Linked DNA regions of Rattus norvegicus: all the other regions are linked to region 1. A link is a contact called in public Hi-C data. All regions are on one chromosome and are shown on one strand. The core of a region is the stretch at or near the end of the contact, and the rest is flanking DNA. Distances in the headings are between cores, read along the strand shown.

Region 1 (3,879 bases), core at 180-2,679:
TTTCCTTTTATTTATTTATTGCTGGCCAAATACTGGAGGCCGCAGCTGGTGTCAGCCAGACCTGGTTTAAGCTTTCATATAACTCAAAATAGGTCCCAAGTGTCCTTTTTCTTAAACAATTCTTCTTTTGTAAAGCATCATATTTAAATAACATTTATGTACCCAAGCAGCAGTGAAAAATCTCAGAGGTGTTCTCAGGGCAGCTCTCTGAGGAGGACCTTTGGGATGGCTTTGTAAGATGCCTCCAAGCCTTGAAGCCACTTGTCCAGGAATAACAAAGAGCGACTGCAGTAGGTTGGGGCAAGATTCAGCAAGAGGGCTGAATATCCACAGCAAATATATCTGCAGAGCAGTGAGTGAAAATGGGCTTCAGAAATGAAAGCAGGTGAAGCAATTAACAGCACACCATTGTTTTACCAAACCTATTCTTAAGGTGCCTGGAAGCCCTAAGTTTTCGGGAAATGGGACTCAGCTTTCACAGCAGACAACTATGCTGCCTCAACGTTCCGCCCCTGTTCTGGGTTCTCATCTTGAGACCTCTGCTTATGGCATCTCTAAGTACCTTTGTCTCCCGTTGAAGAGCAAAGCAAAGGAACCCAAGAGAGGCCGAGTCGGCCAGGAGCCATGTTCTCCGTCTTATAGGAGCTGAGGACGTGTCTTTCTCAAGCTAACTACCCATTCTCTGCCTGGGTAGTTAGTGATAAAAGTTCTATCTTGGATCTGTTCTCTAATCCCAGGTTTGTAGTCTAGTGAGAGAACGCAGCGCACCGGGTACTGGCACTAGCAGGTGTCTCTCTGCCATCTCCTGACTCGGGTTTCCCAGTAGTACGGCTTCCCGGACTCCTCTGCTCCAGGGGGACCTTCGTGGACTTTTTCTTTTTTTCTGTCCCAGAGGTTGTCCTGGCTGCCAGCTCCATCTGCTTGATGGATCTTGGTGGCTCTGAGCCCAGCGCACTCTTGCGCTCCACCTCAAGGTGGCGACCGAGGCACGTAAACAAAGACTGCACTGGCGGTTGGCACCCGTGGCCTCATCCACGAATCCCAGTTTCCCAGCTGCTCCTCAGAGAGCTGAATTGACTGTTAAGGGGGCCCTTGTAGACGGGTCGTTGGGCCGGAATGTCAGCCGTGCGTTCGTGCGTGACTGACTTAGTGACTCTGTGTGTGTGTGTGTGTGTGTGTGTGTGTGTGTGTGTGTGTGTGTACACGCTCGCGCGCGCGTCTGTGTATCCGCCGAAGCAGGCAGAAGCGCTTCTAGGATGGAAACTCTAGCCCCAACCCGTTTGGGACGCTGGAGGTTTCCTGGAATCACCTGAGCCTGCAGGCTCCCGCGACCCGGCTGGCCCGCTGGCCGGGGCTCCCGCCCACTATGTGTCCCGAGTACCCTGGGTCAGTGAGCAACTGGCGGGACTGCCACAAACAGCAGGTTTGCAGATCTCTGTTCAGTGACACCACGATTTATGAGTGGCTCTGGAAAATACAGCTCTTTGCTGCGCTGGAGTCCTCTAGGGTGCGCGCAGGCCGACCCTAGGGGTAGGGATAGTTGTGGGCGGGGAAGAGAGACAGTGAAAGAATAAGCATGCGACAGTCATACAGTCTTACCTCTGGGACGAAGGACACGGTTCCTAGAACTGCGATCTTCACGGCCAGTGTGCAGCCCAGCTGTTTCTCCCGTAGGCGCTTCCCGCCTAACACCGCCTTCTGACTAACTTGGATAGGGCTTGAGTTGCCCCCTCCTTTTTTCCTCCCCTTCTTTTCCTTTCCAGACATCGCTTTAACTCAACCCAGGGCATATCCAGAAGTCAGTTCCGTATAGCGCTTCCATTCAGTCCTGGGGGGGTGGGGGGAAATCCGGTATACAGTTTCTCGTAGGCAGATGGAAGATCTAGATGGTTACAGGACTTTGGAGGGGTGCGTAGGAATGGCACGGGGTGTTGGTGGCAGCGAAAGACGGTTTCTTTTGGGTCTTCGCACTGCCGCAGGTAAGGCTCTCAGATTACAGCTGCCCTCCTGTCGAGTCACAGTGGTGGGCAAGCGGAGGGCGCTCTGCTGTAGAGAGGGGAGTGGAGGAGGGTGGAGTGGGAGAAATGGGCTCTGGACAGGCTCCACCGGCACGCATTGTCTTGGTTGGTGTCTGTGCTTGGCGCTCAGCTGATGTCTTTGGGAGCTTTTGAACAAGGTAGACCCTCCAATACCCTCCCCCACTCTCTAGACTGTGTTTCAAAAGACGCGAATAGCTCTAAAATAAGTTTAAATTTTTTTGTCTGACTTTCCGTTCGAGATGTAAAAAGGATTAAATAAATGAAACTTTATTTGACTGTGGAGTTTATCCAGAGACTCAGCGACATCTCTGGTCTTTGGCCTTATTCTAATTCTATGGTAGTAATTACCCTTCGTTTCTTTAAGTGCGATAGATTTATTGCCTTAGAGACTATGCACAGTTTGATTGAATTATTCATTTTTTTCTTTGGTGTAGACTGCATCTGGGGACTCTGATGTGACGTGTAGATTTTTTTTCAGGAACAAAGGGAATGTGGAAATGAAAGAGAGAGGGAGAGAGAGGCTGGCAGATGTAATGAGACGCGGTGAAGGTGTACGCAGACGGGCACTCCCACGCCTCCTCCCTTCGGCTCTCACTGCAGCCCTGGGTAACTCGCAGGCTAACACAAACAGCTTTTCTCCCGCAGCCTGCCCTCTGTCACTGTAAGTACATCACCCTTCTCTTATCAGCATGCAGATTCCAGCCACGCACTCCCTCGCCTTGGCTTTGCACCTTTGACAGCAAAAGCACATTGGGAAATGAACTTTCCTAAGCTAGGAAAGGCATGTTTATAAAACTTACTTTTTATTTATCTTTATTGTTTTTTGAAAACAGAAGTTCATGTATTTTTACCACTTTCCTTACCTTCTTTGTGACGGTGCTCTGTTGCTCCTGTCACTGTGGCTGTGCTTTTCTCAACTGGATGTTGCTCAGATTCAAATGAAATTTAATGTTATTCTCCATCCGCTTAAAGTCCAGGCGCATGCCTTGTCCTTCTGCGAAATGACATCTTAAAGGACGAAGAATATTATTCACGGTTTGCTTTTGTTGCTGAAACAGGAGTTCTAACCTCTTTGAGGCACTGACTGTCCCAAGGGCACTGTTATTTGGGAGTTGATAAGATCTGCTTCTCCCAAACTTAAAGTGCCGCGGGCTGCTGGAGCATTCGGGTGTTTGTCATCCAGGGTTAAGGAGACCAATGGCGAAAACTTTTCTCCACGCTGTAATTAAAGTTTTTCAACTTCCCCTTTGCCTTTTACACTCTTTCACATACTCTTCGTTTTGTTAAAAGTTCTCCTTGGTGTTTTGGAGTGAGTGACATCTTTGTCCTGTTCACACAGTAGCTATGAAGCCCTTTCTGGGAGAAGTTGGCCACCTTAAGATGAAGTCATGTAGGTCTGAATGATCCGCCCGGTTGGTGTAAGTGAGCCTTTCACAGGGAGAACTCGAGGTTTTAAAGGCTGTTCTGTCCTTTCCTTTCCTTTCCTTTCCTTTCCTTTCCTTTCCTTTCCTTTCCTTTCCTTTCCTTTCCTTTCCTTTCCTTTCCTTTCCTTCCTTTTTCTTTTTTTTTTTTGCGTGGGTGTTTTAAATACTAACTTCTGAAGCAGGATTATTTGCGTTGCCCCATCCCAAGTTCAGGGGGGAACCTCTCTCCAGGAACCGTGCGCGCCTTGTCTCACCAGTTCGTGCCTCTTCTCTGGAGGTGCGAGGCCAAACTTAGTAAAGCCGAGTTGCCTTTGGTTGGTCGAGGTGCAAAGGGACACAAACACAGCGGGCGCCCAGGCAGCAACCGCAGCACGCAGGTAAGTCAGCCCCACCCGCTGGCCTCTTCTTCCCTTCTG
Region 2 (3,783 bases), core at 841-3,340, 530 kb after region 1:
AAGTGTGCCTCTGCTCCTTGATAGTATGACGGAGACAGGTTAGTACAGTGTTCACAGAGTCTGTAAGCCTTGGTCGGAAGGGCTACCTTCATACCCATTTCAGAGTACTGTGAGGAGGACTGAGACCATGTATTTAGTGAAAGCACTTCATAGATATTGTTTTGTGCACAATTACATAGCACACCTGGTGTGCTTTCTTGGAATATGACCTCTGGCTTCGTCTATCAAAAAGTTAAGTTGCTTCCCAAAAGATCATTTGGGAATGGCAACTAATTAACTGTTTCCAGAATATCGAGTGAAACATTTATTTGTTTGTATACTACCTATGACTACCCATCTACCTTTGTAGTTTAGCCACTAAGTTTCTTGGTTTAGACAAAGGCTATAGATGAAGGAAATGAAGGGTATTTGTTATAGTGGACTTGCAGAGCCCAGGGATGAAAATGAGGACATGAAAATGTATCTATGGCCTTTCCTACATTGGCAAGTGAAGAATTAAATGCCTTAGGCAAATGACCACAGGCACCCCATCCTTCTCTTCTACACTGTTGATTCTTAGATTTCCGCCAATCTTTAGCTCAGAAGAGCCAATCATATATCCACCATATGTGCCTTCCTCAAGTCTCTTCCCCAGTATTGCTAGTCTGCCTTGCTAGGGCCTGCTTGCCCTTCAGCTCAGTGGTGAAGCACTTGTCTAGCCTGTGCAAGGCGCTCAGTCAGTTTCCAGCACTGCCAGAGTAAACAAACAAACACATCCAGCTGACAGTTTATAAAAGAGGCAGGGAAAAGCCATGCCCTGCAGGCCTGGCCGTCTATGTCTCAGACATGAGGAACATGTTGTTTCCCTCACGATGGAGGCTTTCTTAGACACAGAATATGTTTCCTACTAAGTTGACCACAGGACAGTTAGCTCCTTTTCCTCCCTTACTTCCTTTCTTTTGTTTTAAACAAGAAGAAATATCAAATTTTAATTTTAGTCAGTATGCTTGTAATGAAAGTAAGTTAGCATTCTGACCATAAGCAAGACAGAAGCTAGCAAAGGGCTCCCCTGATTGGACATAGCTAATTCCACAGTAATGAGCTGAATCTCTACCACAGCCATTTGGATTTGGTAAGATGAGAGCGGTGAACAAACTGAATGTGATTTTAAATTCCTCTTTCCTGATATTCCATGTTCCTCCGAGAATTCCTTTCTCATGTCCCCTCTCCCACCAAAATTTTGATCATCTATATTTTTACTTCTAGTGTGCTTGTTTTTATTATCCCTACTAACTACATAAGAGGCTATCACATGCATCAGATAACTGTTAAGTCCTACAAAGAGAAACAATCATTTTAGTGATGACGAAGCAATCTGAAATGCTGCGATTATGTACTGTTCTCTGGAGCCACCTACTGCAAGTGCTGCCCCCCCGTACTCAAAAGCAACCAATGAGAGCTCATTCTGCCTTCCCATGATTGTTTGTTTGTTTGTTTGTTATTTTGGTTTTTGGGTTTTTTTGACCAACACCATTGTTGAGTTAATTATGATCTGAGAATACCACACATTTCTCAGGGCTCTTGAAAAAGATGTTCAGAAAAAGTCATTGGCTAAGTTGGTTGGCTTTTCATTTTTAAATTGTATTGCTTTTTTTTTAGTTAAGCAGATTTTAAAACATTTTTCTTTGGGGAGTATCCTATAGTATTCATACTTTACTCATTTTCCAATTATTTCAAGTTTTGTCTATTATTACTAGAACTATGATGGTGTTCTTATATCCTTCTATTTTTACACAGACATTTTCATTTATTTTAGAGAGGCACTTGGAGTGAGACTGCTGTCTTATAGGCTAAACTGCCAGGAAATTATTCACTGTCCCACATTTCTGCTGGTTGGCCCATGCTTGCCAACAACATGGCAAGCATGTTGTTGTGCCCTTGAGACAAATGTGACCTGAGGTCTCAGTGTGGTTTTGATTTGCACTCTCCTTGTAATTAACTATGAGAGCGGCTTTCCTTGCCTCCATTGCTATCTCTTCTTTTACAACCCTCCCCCCCCCCCGTTTCCCCTTCTAAAAAGCACACGCTTACTTTTATCCATCTGTTTTTAAGGCATGAAAGGCTGATTTCTCCTCAGAGTCGGAGGGTTCGGGTGACAGAGAAAGCATGGCAGGAGAGGGTGAGGTGCTGGTCAGGGTGTCTGCTGTGAAGGAGAGAGCAAGATGAGTCTTATAGCTTTGTGGTTTCTATAGCTGTTATTTATCTATTCTAGATTGAAAGTCTTACCAAATACATGCACTGAATCTTTCCCCAGCCTGTTCTTACATTTGGGTATTTGTTTATTTTGTGTGCTCTGAGACAGTGTCTCAGTCTGTTGCCCAGGCTGACATGGAACTCAGTATGTAGCTTCTGCAGGCCTGGCATTCTTGATGATCCTCCTTGCACAGCCTCCTGTGAGTGCCAGGGTTATAGGCAGTCACCCATAGCTGGCCCGTTTTCAACAATGACTCCTGATGAACGGCCCCTTTATTTTGATGCAGTTGAATTTGTTATTTTTCTTATGAGCTGAGAGCAGTATACAGCATCTCAAGACTCTCAAAACTCTGAAGTCACTCTAAAGTGTTTGTTGCTCTTTATTTTGTATGGAGTGTTATAATGTTACTTTTGATTGCAAGTCATATCTCATCTTGAATTAATTGTTGAGTGTGGGATGAGAAGTCAAAGGTCACTCTTTTCAGTGTGTTTATTCCCTGGCTTAGTCCTACCTAGTTGGTGAAAGACCGTCGGGTCTTCTAATTTTGCTCAAGCCTGCATTGCTCCTTCTCTACTTTTTATATGGGCTTAGAAATCTCATGTCAATATCTACAAGAAACTCTTTGAGGAATAAATAAATTTGGGAAGTACTGATAAGTTAATAGTGTTGACTTTTTGCTTCATAAATGGTACATTTTGATTTACTTAGGGTTTCTAATAAGATAAGTGCGTGGCTTTCGGTGTAGATGTCTCAAACACTCTTTGGTTGAATTTAGTATTTTATTGTCTGATAATTGTTATTCATACAAAAGGTTATTTGTTTGTTTTTGAATCAGGGTCTCACTGTGTAGCTGTAGCTAGCCTGGAACTTACAATGTAGAGCAGGTTATTCTCGGGTTCTCAGAAGTCCACACACTTTCCTTTATCTCCTAAATTCTGGGACTAAAGGCATGTGCCACTAGACCTGGTCAAACCCTTTCCTAATGATTTTGATTGTTGACTGCCAATGCATAGATACGTTTAATTTCTGTGTTATTTAATATCACAATGCTGAGTTTTCACTTATTCTAGTCATTGATTTTGTAGATGCCTTGTATTTTTTCTTACACAAATGGTACTACCTGTGAACAGATAGTAGCATGTACGCTATCTGTGTGCTTCTGTTTCGTGTTGACTGATCACAGTGAAGAGTGACTGTTCAGTGTGACCCTAGCTGTAAAATTTCTAATGCACTGAACAGAACAAGAACACTCTCTGTTACTCTGCCTTCTTGAGTCCCTTTATCATGAAGGAATATTGTTTTTTATCAGTGCCAGTTTCTGATTCTGTATTGATCAAGGGCAGTATATTGTTTGAGTTTTAAGTTTTAAATTAATCTTACATTCCTGAGGTTTAAAACTCAACTCAAAGTGAATTGACTTGCTTATTGGCAAATGTCCTTCTTCCTTTGTTCTGTGTTTGCAGTCATTGTCATCATCATTGTCATCGTCATCATCATCATCTTACTTTATGAATCTATTTCACTAGAAAAAAATAGATTTCTTGGGGAGG
Region 3 (4,385 bases), core at 926-3,425, 760 kb after region 1:
AAAACTTCCAGAAGGAAGAAGTTTCTGTTGAAGATTAGTGTCATTAGCTATCTCACAGAACACTGCTTAGGAACCCTGCCATGTATCAAAGTCACCTAGAGAATGCCTATGGTGGTGTGCCTGGGAAACATGCTAAATGGCACCCAGTGAAGTCATGTATTCATCTCTATCTAACTTTGTATATCTGGAATGTTGTCTTTTTGTCCCAGCGTAAGCCTCGTGGCTCAAGGAAGAAGCGTTCCTTAGCACCAGTTCTGGGAAATGGGCTGTAGGGCATCTTTCGATAATCCCTAGGGATGTGACATCTGTGATCTCTTAGCCCTAGGACATTCCATGCTTCTTTAATCAGCAGAACAGTGTGTCACCCACACAGAGCTTTAGTACGATGTACATGGGAAAGGTCCAGGTTGGTAATGTTCTTGCACTGCATGTCTGATCTCCTCTGCCCCTAGTCTCTGGATGCTTTCTCCTGCTTAACGTATCCTCCACAGAGTTTGAGTGACTGAGTCAACTGTCTCAGCTCTGGGGGTCCTATCTTTGAGTTGGCTTTCCTTTCTTTGCAGTCTGTGTAAGATACCCACACACATCTTTTACTTTCCAAAACATACCTACATTGGAATCCTGAAAGATTAGGGATCTCCCTCTGGGGAGGCTGAGGTGTATGTGGGGTTCTTCACTCCATTCCAGTGCCTAAGGAAGTGTTTGACATGAGGGAAGCCCTCAATAAATATTTATTAAATGATTAGATACAAATTAAGTGACTTCATAATTGCTCTCTCAGAATGAGAGAAGAGTGACACTCGGATAGGAAAGGAAGAATCTCATTTTTTCTTATATCGGGAAGTTGCTGATAGAAAGTATCTTAGTTGCTCTAGGCAGTTGTGGCTGCTGCCATGCACAGAGATTTTTCCCACAACTGATAAAGGAGACAGTTATCAATTAGAATTTGAGTTAGCTGATTTTAACATTCTCTGCTAATGCTAAGAATCAAATATTTAATTCTTACTTAATCAGTATACTTTATAACATAGAGTTTCCTACAAAATAAGGCCTTTTGCATTCAATGCTTTTGGATTTAAGAGCTGCATTTGAACAGTAATTAATTTACTAGCAATACATTAATAATAGCTACCGAACTCCTTAACAAAAATCAACTTGAATGTCCCAGTCAATGAACAATTGAACTGCATTAGTTTCCTATGGTGCTAGCTGCTATATTGTTTTTTTTCTTGTTTGTTTATATTTATTTTATTTTATATGTGTGAACAATTTGTCTGCATATATATATAGGTGTACCAAGTGCATTGCTACTGCCCCGAGAAGCCAGAAGAAGGCATCAAAATGCTAGCAACTGTAGTTATAGATGGCTGTGAGCCACCACGAGTGCCTGGAATTGAACCCAGATCCTCTGTAAGAGCAAAAGTGCTCTAAATCACTGAACTCCCTCTCCAACCCGAGATCATAGTTTCAAAGTTCCTGACATAATATCATCAGAAGTACTCAGAGTCAGATAATCATTAGGGTCACTCTGACCTGGTTATACCCAGAAGCTTGAAAAGATGAGACAGAAATGCAAACAAACACAGAACATTTGCACAAGACAACCAGAGGGAAACTGTCTCTGTGACTTTAAAATTCTGCTTTTATAGTATTTTCTTTAATTCTTTTTAAAGTGCCTGTCTTAATTGTAAATTTCAAAGATTAAAATAAGACTAGAATCATCAGATAATATGTTCTTGGGCTCTGCAAACATTAGCTCGATTATTTTTTTTTCCAGCTGAGGCTTGACGATTTTGTTAATGGACAACTGGCCTTGTTCATCTTTTCCAGCTACTTTGACGTGTCCTTCATAACAAGACAGAATTCTGAAGATCACACCAAACTCGAATGAATAATCCATCTGGTTATCAGTGACCCCACCAAAGTCTCTGAGATTTAAAAGTTAAGAAGTTCTGTCTTCCGCTGCCCTCATTTGGGGGTTGTGTCTTTTATTTAGAAGATGGAGTGAGATAGTAGTTGGCCCAGGTCAGTAACCTTTTCTCTTTGTCCTGAGATGAATGCCAAAAGCTATTACCAGGAAAAGAGGAAAAACAAGTTTCTATTTGGCTTTTCACTGCTCCAGCAGTAAACAGCAGTGCAGGCTCAGGGGCCCAGCGAGTGAACAGGGTTTAATTTAATCTCCTCTGGGTTGTCCTGGTAAACATCCTTTCAGCTGTCCCCAGCTAAGCCATTTTCTCCTTTGCTACGCTGATGCTTGGTTTTCAGCCAAGTGCCTGGTGCTGGGTTCTCAGCGGATCTAACTCCTGCCTCTGACCTCTCCTGCCTCCAAACTCCCAGCTCACTCATGCTTGAGATATCTGTACCCCGGATGGTCCTTGACTTGGCATGTAGTCTAATTTGATGGAACACAGAGACCTGCCACAGTGGAAAGATCGTGGCTTCAGGGAGGCAGAACAATCGAAGTTGGAGTCCCAGTCCCTTAGAGTATGCAATTGGGCTTTGGTTAGATACCTGATTTCATCTCCAAGAGTCCTCATTTCTTCTTCCAGTGAATTGGTGCAAATGTTAATCTGATGGCTGTTTCTGCCTTGGGGAAAGTACCACATGCCACATACCTGAGAACACAAGCCTGAGCTTCTTCTATTCCTCTGCCAGCTGGTGTTGCACATTGAAGAGTCAAAGCATTTGCAAACACCACTGATGAGCTAAACTGAGTCCCAAAGGTGCTAACTAGGATGGCAAGGAGCCCAGGGCCTGGGTGAAACAGTCTGGAGAAGGGAACATGTTAGTGTCAAGATGATCAGAAAGCCCAGACAATGGACTAAAACGACTTCAGGTTTGGGATGATCTCAAGTCTAGAAGGAGCCAGCTCATAGTGGTACTGGTTATAGCATCAGTATTTGTCAGATTCCTTCTGTGTGCCTGACTCTGCTTCTCAGCCAGGACAGATGACACCCTTCTCTAACATATAACCCAGTTGGAAAGACAGCCAGTGGGTAAGTAATTCTATGATTGCAAAAAAAAAAAAAAAAAAAAGCAGAGGGTCCAGGGCCCTGTGTGAACTAGGACCAGTGATAGGGATTGGTGGTAGTTGGTGTCAACATGACGCAGAGAGGCATGGAGTAAATTGGTTGAGTAGTTTGGATATTGTACAAAGTTTCAGTAAACAGGAAATGGGGGCATTGAAACCTGAATTACCTGATCTTTAAACCATAGAGAGTACATTTGCTTAGAAGTAAGATTTTTTTTTTTAACAGAGGCATCATATGTCCTGGTAATGACCATCCAAAGACTTCAGTGGTAGCCCATGGAAATAACTGGGCTAAGCATACTGCTTGTTGGCTTATATAATGTTTTATTTGCTTGTTTCTGTTTTCAGTTAGAATTAGTTCTCAGATTTTAAAGTTAAGGAGATTGAACACTAAAGAGACTGACAGACAGAAAGTCAGCTATTCAGCTATTCAGACAGACAGACAGACAGACACACACACACACACATGGGAGGGGGAAGGGAATTCAGAGAGTATGGATAAATGCATATGTATTCACTAGTTTTTGCCATGTGATATACTGTGACACCTTGGAACTCTGCCAAAATTCTATCAAATTTGGATTCACAAACCAAAGCAAACCTTTTTCTTTATAACTTGCTATTCCAGTATGATGTTATTATAATAGCAAAAGAAGACATAAGGACATGTCACAAAGGCAAGATGATTCAGGTTTTCCTGGCCTCGGAGTAGTTTAACTTTCTTTCTGGTTTCTCTTCACTTTCCAGGGGGTATTAGAATGAGCAGAAGTGTCACCTAACACCTGAGAAGGGTCCCTTTGGCTGTCTCATTGAGACAATCAGAAAAGGAAGAGAAGGAAAAAGAAGAGGAAGAGTGTGTGAGTCTGTCCATCCCTACGCACTCTGGAGCAGTTCGGTCTGGAATAGGGAAATCACTCCTTTACTCTGAATGTGTGAGTGTTCATGAATCCTAGAGTCTCCTTAGACTGGAGGTCCTGAACATACTCTATGACTTCTGCTACTACCCATTTCCAAAAGTGATCCAAGACTACCCTAAGAAAGCAAGATTTCATGCTATTCCTGTTCTTCGGGGTCTTGGGTGCTGGCTTCCCCTCCTATGAAAATGGCTCTGTCCTGGGTCCTTCCTATCTTTGTTTCAGTGGCCATCAGGTGAGGCCAAAAGTATTGGCTTTTGTGTCTTATATTTCTCACTGACTGCAGAAATGGAAGCTTCCTTACTCTTGTTTTCATTTTATATAGCCAGTGGAGTACCTTATAAAACCAGTGTTTCATTATCTGCTTCACAAGGAGAGAGAGAGAGAGAGAGAGAGAGAGAGAGAGGGGAGAGAGAGAGAGAGAGAGAGAGAGAGAGAGA

The links. A called contact is a pair of places that touch in the nucleus more often than the background predicts.
Region 2: a Hi-C map of Schwann cells shows a contact between it and region 1, with 5 times the contacts expected there. The contact joins two enhancer-like sites. A contact is called at or near these places in 4 of 12 Hi-C or Micro-C datasets (the A7r5 cell line, Schwann cells, kidney and 1 more) and 1 of 1 datasets of contacts at active chromatin or transcription factors (oligodendrocytes).
Region 3: a Hi-C map of liver shows a contact between it and region 1, with 4 times the contacts expected there. The contact joins two enhancer-like sites. A contact is called at or near these places in 2 of 12 Hi-C or Micro-C datasets (kidney and liver) and 1 of 1 datasets of contacts at active chromatin or transcription factors (oligodendrocytes).

The regions. Positions count from the first base shown.
Region 1 is chr1:179,710,366-179,714,244 of GRCr8, reverse strand. It overlaps a transcript of Sox6 not described here. Among named protein-coding and RNA genes, the nearest start is that of Sox6, 47 kb to the right of the region's middle. Within about 2 kb of position 1,429, at least 17 of the 93 cell types and tissues checked have an H3K27ac peak or open chromatin away from gene starts, as enhancers often do. A contact at or near this core is called in liver, where this site is marked.
Region 2 is chr1:179,182,603-179,186,385 of GRCr8, reverse strand. All of the region lies in intron 13 of Sox6 (SRY-box transcription factor 6), which reads left to right. Among named protein-coding and RNA genes, the nearest start is that of Trnav-aac35, 210 kb to the left of the region's middle. Within about 2 kb of position 2,090, at least 3 of the 93 cell types and tissues checked have an H3K27ac peak or open chromatin away from gene starts, as enhancers often do.
Region 3 is chr1:178,951,296-178,955,680 of GRCr8, reverse strand. No RefSeq gene overlaps it. Among named protein-coding and RNA genes, the nearest start is that of Trnav-aac35, 440 kb to the left of the region's middle. Within about 2 kb of position 2,175, at least 2 of the 93 cell types and tissues checked have an H3K27ac peak or open chromatin away from gene starts, as enhancers often do. A contact at or near this core is called in liver, where this site is marked.